Linked DNA regions of Mus musculus: region 1 is linked to region 2. A link is a contact called in public HiChIP or PLAC-seq data. All regions are on one chromosome and are shown on one strand. Each heading gives the region's core, a stretch centred on a gene start, on an enhancer-like site or on the middle of the called end of the contact. The rest is flanking DNA. Distances are from core to core; before and after follow the strand shown. Region 1 holds the start of Slc37a3 (solute carrier family 37 (glycerol-3-phosphate transporter), member 3). Region 2 overlaps Gm26008 (a long non-coding RNA gene).

Region 1 (5,311 bases), core at 1,148-3,647, 93 kb before region 2:
TTCAAGAATCTCTCTTTTAAGCAAGGTAACCCAACATTATGTTAGTTTCTCACTCTGTCCAGAGAAAAAGACACTGTCACATGCTGCTGCTGGCTGTGGCTTTCAGAGCCACTGTCACATGTATAACTTGGAAACTGGTTGTAGGTCAAGATACACCGCAAATGTGTGGGCTGGGGCAGGAAACGAAGACTTGCAACGTCAGTGTCAGAGAGGGGAGCTGCAAACGGTTTCTTGTTTTGTTTTTGATCGCTGTTTAAGGCAACTGTCTCAGACCCAGCCCGCATCACACACTGGGAGAGCACCTAGAGGTGGAAATCAAAGACCCATCCGAGGCCTTTCTACTTCATTTTTATTTTTTTTCAATCAATTAATTAATCCTTACTTATGTGAATGAGTGTGTTAATCTATGTGTGCCTGCCATACGTTCGGGTGCCCAAGGAGACCAGGAAAAGGCATAGGATTGCTTGGAACTAGAGTTATGGCAGGTTGTGAGCTGCCTGGTCTGGGTGCTGGGGACTGAGCTCAGGTTTTTAGAACAGCAGCTGCTCTTAATCTCTGAAACACCCCCAGCACCGTCATCTCCTCTTCAACTTCCCTTTAAATCCACAAGAGGAAGGCTGAACCGCATACAATCTGGAAATCTACTTACTAGGTTTTGCTTTTTGCCCACATCCTCTTCTACCCCAGGCGCTTCCTTGGCAACCTAGGTGGGTGTGTCCCTCCCTTACCTGACTCTCCCTACTTGTTTCTTCTTTTATTTTGCAGTGTAAGGTATTTGGCTTGCACATATGTCTGTGCACCACGTGCATGCCCTGTGCTGGAGGAGGTCAGATCCCCTGGAGTTATAGACAGATGTGAGGTACCATGTAGGTGCTGGGGATTTAACTCAGGTTCTCTGGAAGAGCAACCAGCTCTCCAGCCCCCGCCCCCTTACGGTGTGCACCTAAGCTGTAAAACAAACAAATAATAAACTGTGTTTGGGGCTGCTGAGTTACTTTTAGGTGACCCTAAGACTTTCTGCATTAGCTCATTACTCCAGCGTCTCCTCTGCTGGGGGATCTTGGGTCTATTGCTGTGGCTTCAGTTTTCCTAACCAAAACCCTTCAGGGTTTTAGTAAAGTTTAGCTAAAAGCTGGTCTGTAAGTCAAGAAGAGTTTGGTGGATGTCACCGAAGACATAAGATTAACTGTGAAATGAACCCAGGTCCAGGAGTGCCTTTTGTAGACCAGGCTGGCCTCGAACTCAGAAATCCGACTGCCTCTGCCTCCCGAGTGCTGGGACTAAAGGCGTGCGCCGGGTGGAAGCGTTCTTACTACCTGGCCTTGGATGCCCTGAAAGAGGAAACTGGGTGGTAGCACGGGAATCTTCCTTCTCTCCTCTTTCTCCTCCTCCACGTCTTCCTCTCCCCCTTTCTATTTTTATTTATGTGTTTTTGTATGTCTCTGTGTGTGTCATGTTCACGGAGGCCAGATGAGGGTGTCAGGTCCTCTGGAACTAGAGTGTGAGTCACCATGGAACCAAATCTAAGTCTCCTAGATGGGCAGTCACTGCTCTTAACTGCTGAGCCGTCTCTCCAGTTCCATTTTTTAAAAAATGATTTATTTATTTTTATTATATGTAATTACACTGTAGCTGTCTTCAGACACTCCAGAAGAGGGAGTCAGATCTCATTACTGATGGTGTGAGCCACCATGTGGTTGCTGGGATTTGAACTTCGGACCTTCAGAAGAGCAGTTCTTACCCACTGAGCCATCTCACCAGCCCTCTACAGTTCCATTTTTAAAAATGCACAGATGTGGGCTGGTGAGATGGCTCAGTGGTAAGAGCACCCGACTGCTCTTCCGAAGTCCAGAGTTCAAATCCCAGCAACCACATGGTGGCTCACAACCATCTGTAACAAGATCTGACGCCCTCTTCTGGAGTGTCTGAAGACAGCTACAGTGTACTTACATATAATAAATAAATAAATCTTTTTTAAAAAAAAAAATGCACAGATGTATGTATGTACGTACATATGTATGTATTTAATCATCTTTCCAGCTACGCTGCTGGGGATCTTAATACGAACTATTTATTTTGGTGCAATGGCAATGGGGTGCAGAGCTGTGAATACAAACAGGTGAATGACTATTCCTACCTATATGGACAACTGCATTTAATTAAACAAGAGTCTAAAACAGAATAACGCCTCCTCTTGAAAAAATGGTCAGCCTATCGGTTCTTCTCAAATGATATCTCTCACTCGTTGCTTTTCTCCGCTAACATTTCTGGACCTAGTCCCTTCCTGCAGGAGCTCAGTTAAACCCAACCAGTGGACTTTACAGCTCGCAGGTAAAGCGGCACTGGCGGACTACAGCTCCCGGCATGCACCTGTCCCCGAGGTCACGTGAGCGTCCGGAAGCTCTGGCCACATCCCGCTGGGTGAGGTGGCGGCGGGGGCGGCGGGAGCGGAGTCTAGCGGAGCGGGTTCTTCGGCGGGTCTCAGGTGCGAGCCTGCGTGCGCTCGGGTGCTTGGGGTCCTGGCCGGGTTGGGCGCGCGGTGGGCTTCGGGCGTGGGAAGCGCGGACAGCTGGTGGGTGTGGCGGCTCGGGCGCCGCTGGCAGCTGGCCCCCACCAGACCCCCACCGGGACCCCACCGGAGCTCCTGGTGCTGCCGCTGTGCAGTCCCGAGGCTGTGTGCACCGCAGAGGGAGGAGGACACCAGACACCAGAGAGGGAAGGTGGCCCAGCCCAGCCCACGCAGACCTCCCGGGTAGGGGGTACTTGTTCCCCTCGGCCCACCGATCTTGGCTCATGGGACGTTTGAACGGAAGAAAATGAAACCCAAGGAAAGGGTTCATGGTTTAGCAAGAGGAGGGCCACGTTTCAGGTAGGGTGGGAGGCGTTTGGATAGGATGCACGGAGGTCAGAGGGAGAATTGACTTCGTGGAAAAACTAGGGGTTTGTTTTCGAGTAACTGCCACGACCTCAGGGAATTCGGCTCTGCTTCTTATTCGAATGTCAGACTTTGGTTGTTCTTATTTGTAGAGTGTGGCCTGTTCTTAATTTTGATAAGACAATGGGGATGTGTCCACTTTTAACATTTTCTGCAATATGTTAAGCGATGCCGTGATATTTTACTGAAATGTTTAGAGGATACCTAGTTGCCAGGGCGAGCCTCTTTAGCCATTGCTTGATGTCTTCACTCACATTTCTGTTTACGAAACAATCACTGATGAAGAGAACACCTCGACTACTGTGGTAGTTGAATTATTCTTTTGCCACTTGCCAGATGTTCCTTGTAAGTAAAACAGAGTCTGCCCTAAACACACAGTAAATCCTTTCATTTAATCCTTAAGTGAGGAAAGAAGTGAAGTAAATGGACTTGACCTTTAGTGTCAGAGTTCTCTGTTTTTCAGGAGCAGTTCAGTGCTCATTGTTTAAGGTTTTGGATGAGTGCCTGGTCCTCAAGTGAGGATGACATGCTGTTGTTGCAGTGATAACTGGCACGATTAGGGCTTTGTCTGAAGGGCAGAGGAGAAAGTAGTTGTCTTTGAAAGAAAATAGGGAGAAGTTGGCCTTAGGAACCCTGGTATAAATGGATGTGGTTTTAGGAACCCTGAAACAGCTAGCTAAGTCCTTAACATCTGTGGTAATGCGGCAGTTTTAAGAAAAAGTGTGTGTGTGTGTGTGTGTGTGTGTGTGTGAGAGAGAGAGAGAGAGAGAGAGAGAGAGAGAGCGAGCAAGTGCACGGACAAGTGTCGAATAGTCCAGGTAATCACCATCTCCCTGTGTAACTGAAGATGTCCTTGACCTTCTAATCTTCCTGTCTCTGGAGTGCTAGGGTTGGTAGTCAGGTGCCATGGGTGCTGGTCAAGCACTCTACCACTGAACTAGACCATGCGTTTTTTGTTGTTTTGTTTTGTTTTTGAGACAGGGTTTCTCTATATAGCTCTGGCTGTCCTGAAACTCTGTAGACCAGGCTGGTCTCGAATTCAGAAATCCACCTGCCTCTGCTTCCCAAGTGCTGGGCTTAAAGGCATGCACTACCACTGCCCGGCTAGACCATGCTTTTAAAGCAGGCTCTCAAATGAATGTGTGCTTTGCAGCTCTGTAATCTAGGCTGGCCTCATATTCTCTCACATTTGGAATCTCCCTGCTGGGATTATAGGAGTATACACCTGGGAAGACTCGAGTCTTGGAAAGAGAAAAGATGTATCTGGTATCAGTGAATAGCTTCTAGTTAGATGATGAGAGATCAGAAAGATACTGTGTATGTGTGAGCGTTGGTTGGCACACAAGTGATAGCCAGCGTATGCAGAACTGTGAAAGGGCCAGACTCACCCAGCGGTCAAGTGCTTGCCTACAGACCAGCACTCTGAGTACAGGTTATCCTTTTACTTCGTACATGTAAAAATCAGACCCTTGGGAGCCAGATGATTGCCAGCTCTGTACATTTGAGGATGTTAGGGAGCCACATTTGTTTATAAGTTGGACTTTTCCCATCCCAAACTACATACCAGAGAGATTAAGCTGTAATTCAAGAGGTAATTCTAATTATCAGGTTTTACAAAGCCTGAGGTGTTTTCTCTTTTCCATTTACACATCTGAAAAATATGCAGAGAGCTGACTATGACTATATTTGCAAAGTACCTATCAGTTTCCTGGTGCCTTATAGGCATTCAACTAAATAAATCATTGACAAAGGTTTTTTTTTCCCTCTGTCCAAGAGCTCTGGGGACACTGTGGACTTAGAACAGAGAAAGCCACTGGTTTTTAAAATGGGGTTTATAGATGAACAATAAACATGCAAATCGTTAAAGAAACAGAAATGGGGAATAGAATTTATTTATTTGTACTGGGACTTGAACCCAGGGCTTTTACATTTGTATGCAGGCAAGTGCTCTCTCTATTTGGGTGCTCAAACAGTCGTCGTCATCTTCTTCTTCTTATGTAAGTACACTGTAGTTGTCTTCAGACACACCAGAAGAGGGCATCAGATCTCATTTCGAGTGGTTGTGAGCCACCATGTGGTTGCTGGGATTTGAACTCAGGACCTTCTGAAGAGCAGTCGGTGCTCTTACCCGCTGAGCCATCTCGCCAGCCCTCAAACAGTCTTCTTACTTCCAGGTGGGTCAGTGTGACACAGTATCCTGTTAATGGAACATTCTGTCTGTCTGTCTATCTAAGAAAGGGTCTCACTGTGAAGCCTTGACAGGCCTATAACTTGCTTTGTAGAGCAGGCTGACCTTGTCAAATACACTCAGTTCTGCTCACTCTTGTGGGATTAAAATGTTCATCACCACATACCTGGCCCCAAGGGGAACTATAT
Region 2 (5,943 bases), core at 3,297-5,796:
TTACCATGCCTGATTTGGGGGTGCGTTGTTTGTGTCTTTTTTTGAGAGAGGGTCTTGTGCCATCTAGAGTAGACTCAAATTTATTATGTAGCCAAGGATGGCCTTGAACTCCTGATCCTCCTATAATCTCAGGCTTTTCCATCCGAGCCCACGTTCCCAAAATAATGACAGTGAGACTGAATTATTATTTATGAATAAATGGATAGGCCAAAAGCTTTGGCCAGTTCCTGCTAGCTTAGTTATCCTGCTTATTCTATTCTAAGCCCTGACACATGGCAGTTACCTCCCCTCAGGTTTATGTGATCGACTCCATCAGTTTTGGGAGCAAATCCCTTCCTTCGTTCCTGTGCCTGACTCTATCCCAGAATCCTCTCTCCCTGCTGGAACTCCCACCTCTTATTTCCTGCCTATGCTAATAGCCCAGCAGCTCTTTTATTGACAGGTAATACAGTACCCAAGAGATCCTCTCTCTATCCTCCTGCATGAATCTCCTAAGTGCTGGAATTAGAGGTGTGGCCCCTGTGTCCACCTGCCATACTTCCTTTAAAAGTATTTTTTATTACATGCATTTATGGCAGAGGAGGTAGTTGGTGTGGGCATGTGCCACAGGAACATGCGGAGATCAAAGAACAACTTCCAAGTGTCCATTCTTCCACCAAGAACCAAGTGTAGGTCCTGGGGATTGAACCTAGGTCATAAGCCTTGGCGGCAAGCATCCTTTTACCAGGTGAGCCCTCTCTCTGGCCCTCTGCATGCTTCTTAACTACTTCATTGCATGAGTTCTCGGGCCTTCCTGTCATGTGGACGAGGGAAGGGAATGTCACAGAACTCACCTGTAGTCTGATGTTGGTCTGTGAAAAGCAGGGTGGGTGCTGCTTGCCATCCTATATGTCAGTCGATCCCTGCAGTCCTTTTACAGGGCTGGAAATTGAACTTAGGGCGTCACATGCACTAGGCAAGTCCTCTATATTCCCTGCCTGTGACATTTTTTTTATTAGGATGTAACTGTCCCTACAGGGAGGCACACCTGTATTGGTAACTGGAAGGTCATGGGATTAACTGGAACGACTTAATTACAAGTGGGCTTTCAAGACAACAGGATGTGTACACAGACTGTCTGTCTGCCATGGATCTCCAAACCCGGCCAGTCTGGGTGGCTGAACAATGCTAACTTACTTCTTTACAGCAAAGCAAAAATGAAAGTGTTCCTTTCCAGGCATGAACCACCACACCCAGCTTCTTCTCGTGGCCCTGAAGCCTTGAGGGCCCCAGGTTAAGGTAGCATTTGCTTTTGGTCCCTCTCTTTCTGGCTTACACAAAGCTGCATTTCTGCTGTGCCACATGGTGCTGATGGTGTAAGGTAGGACAGACAGCTCTCTGGTGCCCTGTCCTGTAGGGTCAGGGCTCTGGGGCTCTCACTTGGTGTTGGGCTGCTCATTCACTACTTAAACATTTAAAAACATTTGTTTCCAGGCTGGAGAGATGGCTCAGCGGTTAAGAACACCGATTGCCCTTCCAGAGGTCCTGAGTTCAATTCCCAGCAACCACATGGCTGCTCACAACCATCTGAAATGGGGTCTGGTGCCCTCTTCTGGTGTGTCTGAAGAAAACAATGGTGATATACTTATATGTATAGAATAAATAACTAAATCTTAAAAGAAAAGAAACATTTATTTTCATGAATATGAGTATTTTACCTGAAATGCCTGGTGATCTGGGCAGTCAGAAGAGGTCATCAGTTACCATGGAAATGGAGTTACTTCTGGTTGTAAGCCGCCCTGCGGGCACTGGGAACTGAAAGGCTCTCTGCAAGAGCAGCAAATGTGCCTAATACCACTGAGCCATCTCTCCAGGCCCTGATTATTAAATTAATTAAATAATTAATGTCTGTCTGTCTGTCTGTTTGTATTTGTGTGTGTGTGTGTGTGCGTGCATACACGCACGCACAGGTGTTCTAGGAGCCCAGGAGAGGGTGTGGGATCCTCTGGAGTTGGAGTTCCAGACAGCTATGAGCTGCTCAGAGTGGGTGCTGGGAATCCTGAACTCAGGTCCTCTGTAAGAGAAACACAGCATTTAAATTACTGAGCCATCTCTGCAGCCTCAGGCTTTCCCTTTTTACCTTCTGGGATCTGTTTCCAAATACAGCCACGTTAGGGATTAGGGGTCAGGGAGAGGCACTATTCCTTCTGTGCTGTGTGGTCAGGGTATAATCATGAGTTAACCATGCAGAAGTGAAATGAGCTTGTCACCACCGGTTTTGCAGGGCAACCTGGAAGTGTCATTATTCACCTCTCATTTCATGGCCGGTGCCCCTATTGATTTCCTGAGCAGGTCAGGCTGGGCCAGGTGTTTGGTTTGAACTTGATCTGACAGCTCTTTGTAACCCGCAGCCCAGGCCTCTGAAAACACAGGGGAGGCTAGTAGCAGGTGGCTGCACCCCTCTGCCCCACCTCCACCAAATGTCACCACGGAAAGAGAGGAGGGTGAGAATGCAGAGATGACAGAGTAGAAAGTGGGACTGCAAGTGGCTTGGTCATCTCTCCAGCCTTAACTGTCCCAGAGGACCGTATTCATTCTTGTGTCCCTACCCTCAGGAGCAGGGCAGGGAACAGTTGGGAGCGGGAGGAGAGAGGGTTAAAAGCCTGTCCTGGGCCTCTGGTGTGATGAAACAGGAGCGGGGAGTCTGCCAAGAACAGGTCAGGCTCAAAACAGGAAAAGCCTCGTATAGTGATAAATGGACTCTTCTCTGTCAATTTTACATGGATCTCTGTGCTGGAACTGATCTCATTTTGATTCTTCTCCCCCCCCCCCCCCCCGGCGCCCCGTTCCCCCCCCCCCCCAATCTTGTAGAAGAGGAAATGCACAAAGGGCCCTGCAGGGTTGCCAGAGCCTAATCTCTTCCAGGTGCCCAGATGCTAAGGTAAAGGGGAAGCAGAGTTGCTGGCAGCCACCGGAAGAGGGCCCTGGAAGGGGCAGGAGTCATGTGGAGCCTGAACGCCAGCCTGAGGCCCTTTGGGGCTCCAAAATCTGTGTGCTGTGAGTCAGGGACTGCCAACTCACCTTGGAGCCCTGCCTCAGCCCCACTCTGGGACCTGAGCACAGAAACCTGCTTTCCTGTAAAAGGTGTTAACAGGACTCCTAGAATGGCTCACTGTCCCTCTAAATGCATTGTATGGTTCTGTTGTTACCTCCATCCCCCTTGCCCTTCCTTGTTTTGTTTGTTTATGTTGTTGCTTGGTTTGGTTTTTGCTTGTTTTAGTTCCTTTCGCTTGTTGAGACAGAGTCTTATGTAGCCTAGGCTGGCTTTGAATTTACTTAAACTTTTAATCCTCCTGCCTCCAACTCCTGAGTGCCAGGTTTACAGGCATGTACTACTACTACTGGTTTTATGCTGTGCTAAGAATAGAACCCAGGGTCTCATGCTAAGCAAGCACTCTGCCAACCAAGCTGCATCCCTAGCTTTCCTCCTCCTCCTCTTCTCCTTCATCATCATCATCATCATCACTGAGACAGAGTCTCACGTATCCCCAGCTGGCCTTGACCTCACTATGTAGCCAAGGCTGGCCTTAAGCACCTGCTCCTCCTACCTCCATCTGTCAAGCACTGGGATTACAGGCCTGTGTTACCATGTCTCCTCCACTCATTCTGTTTTGTTTGTTCTGGTTTTTGAGACAAGGTCTCACTCTGTAGTCTAAGTTAGTCTTGAACTAGAAACAACCCTGCCTTTGCCTCTCAAGTGCTGGGATGATAGGGATGCACCCCTGTACCTGGCTTTCTTATGTTATTTTGAGACAGAGTCTTGCTTTGTAGCCTAAAATGGCTTGTAACTTACTGTGTGTAAGACATTGGCCTTAAAGTTACAGCAATCCTCCTGCTTCTGCCTCTAGAGTGCCAAGTCTGTCCTACTTGATGTGTGACTTGTTGACCTTCCTTGGCTTCTAGAAGCCCTTACCTCTCCTGCCAGCTAGGTTGGAATCTGAGGCGACCCCTGGAGCATTCGGTTTCATTTGCTTTCCCTTAAACTGTCTAATAAACCTTGCTCACAAAGTCCCTGCTCCACTCTTGAGAAGGCTAGGCCAATTCCATGATAGCCTTCAACTTGGCAGTTAAGGAGACTAGGCCTAAATCTCTGTTTCCAAGAACTGGGCAAGTCCGGGCAAGTCCAGGCCTCAGAAGCTGCCCAGCCACCTGGCCTGAGGCAAGGACAATGGGTCAGCAGCAGTTTCCAGACTTCCTCAGCAAGTTTCCAGCTCCCACACCCCAGAAATGAACTGTCTGTAGTGGACCCAACAGATTAACATAGAGGTCACCTACCCCAGAATTTCTTCTTAATGTGCTTTAAATCAGGCCAGCAAACTCACTTGGGTGTCTCTCTGTCTTGGTAGTGGGGGAAACTCCAGCATCCTGGACTTCTGTAGAATAAAACACAGTTTGCATTTACATACTGTTTGAGTCTGGGTGTTATTCTTTGGCGAATCATGGGCGCTTACTCTCTCCCAGGTGTTCCAGAGAAGGACAGAGGTATCCCCCTAGAGGACTAGCTCTAGAATTTCACAGGGTCTCACCCTCTGCTAGTCTCGCTCCTACAGGAGCTCTGCATTCGGCACTTCCTCCCACAGATCCTGCTACCACTGAGATCTCCCAACCTTGACTGCCCCTTGGTGTGTCTTTCATGGTTCTGTTCTTCTCTTTCAGTGACACAGTCATAGATACCAAAAATGCTCTCTAGTAGTCTACTTTCTTAGCTCCAGGACCCCAGGCCTGATCCCTCTCTACTGATGGAACAGTAGAAGATTTTTGTAGGACACAGAAAGTCTTCTGAGGATGAAGGCTTTGGCTTCATGTTGTATTTATATGTTGCAGATGGCAAGCTTGTCATGTGCTGTTGTCTTATGGGGAGGGTGAGCTTTCAGAAGTTTAAATTACTGGGAGGGAAACCAATGAAAGGAATGACTCAGGCAAGCATTGTTAATGAGTACCAACACGGCCGGCCGGGGGAAGGACCTGAAAGGAAGGACGTTTTCATGGTGCCAAAATTCCATCCAAGTTGAATTTTGGAAATTTCCCTCAGTGGAAAATTCCACTTGGGGGGAAAAGTAACTTTATAAAGTAAATATTTGTGATCAGGTGACCAGTTTACCATCATTTGTAAAGACATTGTTATCTCCCTGATGTCACCGGATGTGAAACATTCTTGCCTCAAGCAGTTAATCTTAATCTTAGCACCTTAATTTCTTAACCAAGACCAGAGTGTGAAGTGAGCCCCGTGGTTTCTGTATTGTTTGGGCTCTGCAGAAAAGAGAACCAATGATGTGTATGTCTACAGAGAAGGAGGTTGACGCTCTAGAACTGGCTCACGCTGCTGTAGAGGTTAAGGAGTTCCAAGTCCTGCCCTCAACTTGCTAAGGAGTTGAGGCCAGCCTTGGTCTCCTGATCCTCTCGATTCTGCCTTCCCAGTGCTGGGATTACAAGCATGTAACACCACACCTGGCTGCAACAGTTTCATGTATTTGAATATTTTTATATCAACACCTGTCTAAAGTACAGATGGAGTCAGAGGATCATGGGCACTCTAAGTGAGTCTGTAAGTGGGTATAGACCCTGGGGGAGAGCAATGTCAGGTCTGGGAAAACACATCATTTTTCATTATCATCATCATCAACAACAACAACAAGAGGCTCAGAGGGTGCACAAGTTGGTCTGGAATTCAGTGTAGACCAGGCTGTCCTTGAGTTCACCGAGATCAACGTGCCTTTACCTCCCAAGTGCTGGGATCAAAGGTATGCACCACCATGCCTGGCTTATTTTCATTATTTTTAATTGTGTGTTTGTGTGTGTTTGCACTTGTGAGTGCACACACCTTGAGAGTTGGACCCCCTTGGAGCAGGAGTTACAGATGTGACAGTTGTAAGCCACCTGATGTGGGTTCTGGGGACCAAACTC

What was found. HiChIP or PLAC-seq counts read pairs in DNA pulled down with a chosen protein or histone mark.
Region 1: an HNF4G HiChIP or PLAC-seq map of pancreatic cancer cells shows a contact between it and region 2. The contact joins the promoter of Slc37a3 here to the enhancer-like site in region 2. A contact is called at or near these places in 2 of 39 promoter capture datasets (embryonic stem cells and stem cell-derived epiblast-like cells), 1 of 15 datasets of contacts at CTCF or cohesin (the NIH/3T3 cell line), 1 of 484 Hi-C or Micro-C datasets (uterus), 3 of 115 datasets of contacts at active chromatin or transcription factors (embryonic stem cells and pancreatic cancer cells) and 3 of 9 other capture datasets (adipose tissue, liver and pancreatic islet).

Annotation. Positions count from the first base shown.
Region 1 is chr6:39,374,793-39,380,103 of GRCm38.p6, reverse strand. It overlaps Slc37a3 (solute carrier family 37 (glycerol-3-phosphate transporter), member 3), which reads left to right and starts at 2,397. Exons shown (of 15, transcript NM_028123.3): 1 at 2,397-2,485.
Region 2 is chr6:39,283,269-39,289,211 of GRCm38.p6, reverse strand. All of the region lies in intron 2 of Gm26008 (a long non-coding RNA gene), which reads left to right. Among named protein-coding and RNA genes, the nearest start is that of Gm26008, 13 kb to the left of the region's middle. Within about 2 kb of position 4,546, at least 35 of the 459 cell types and tissues checked have an H3K27ac peak or open chromatin away from gene starts, as enhancers often do. A contact at or near this core is called in pancreatic cancer cells, where this site is marked.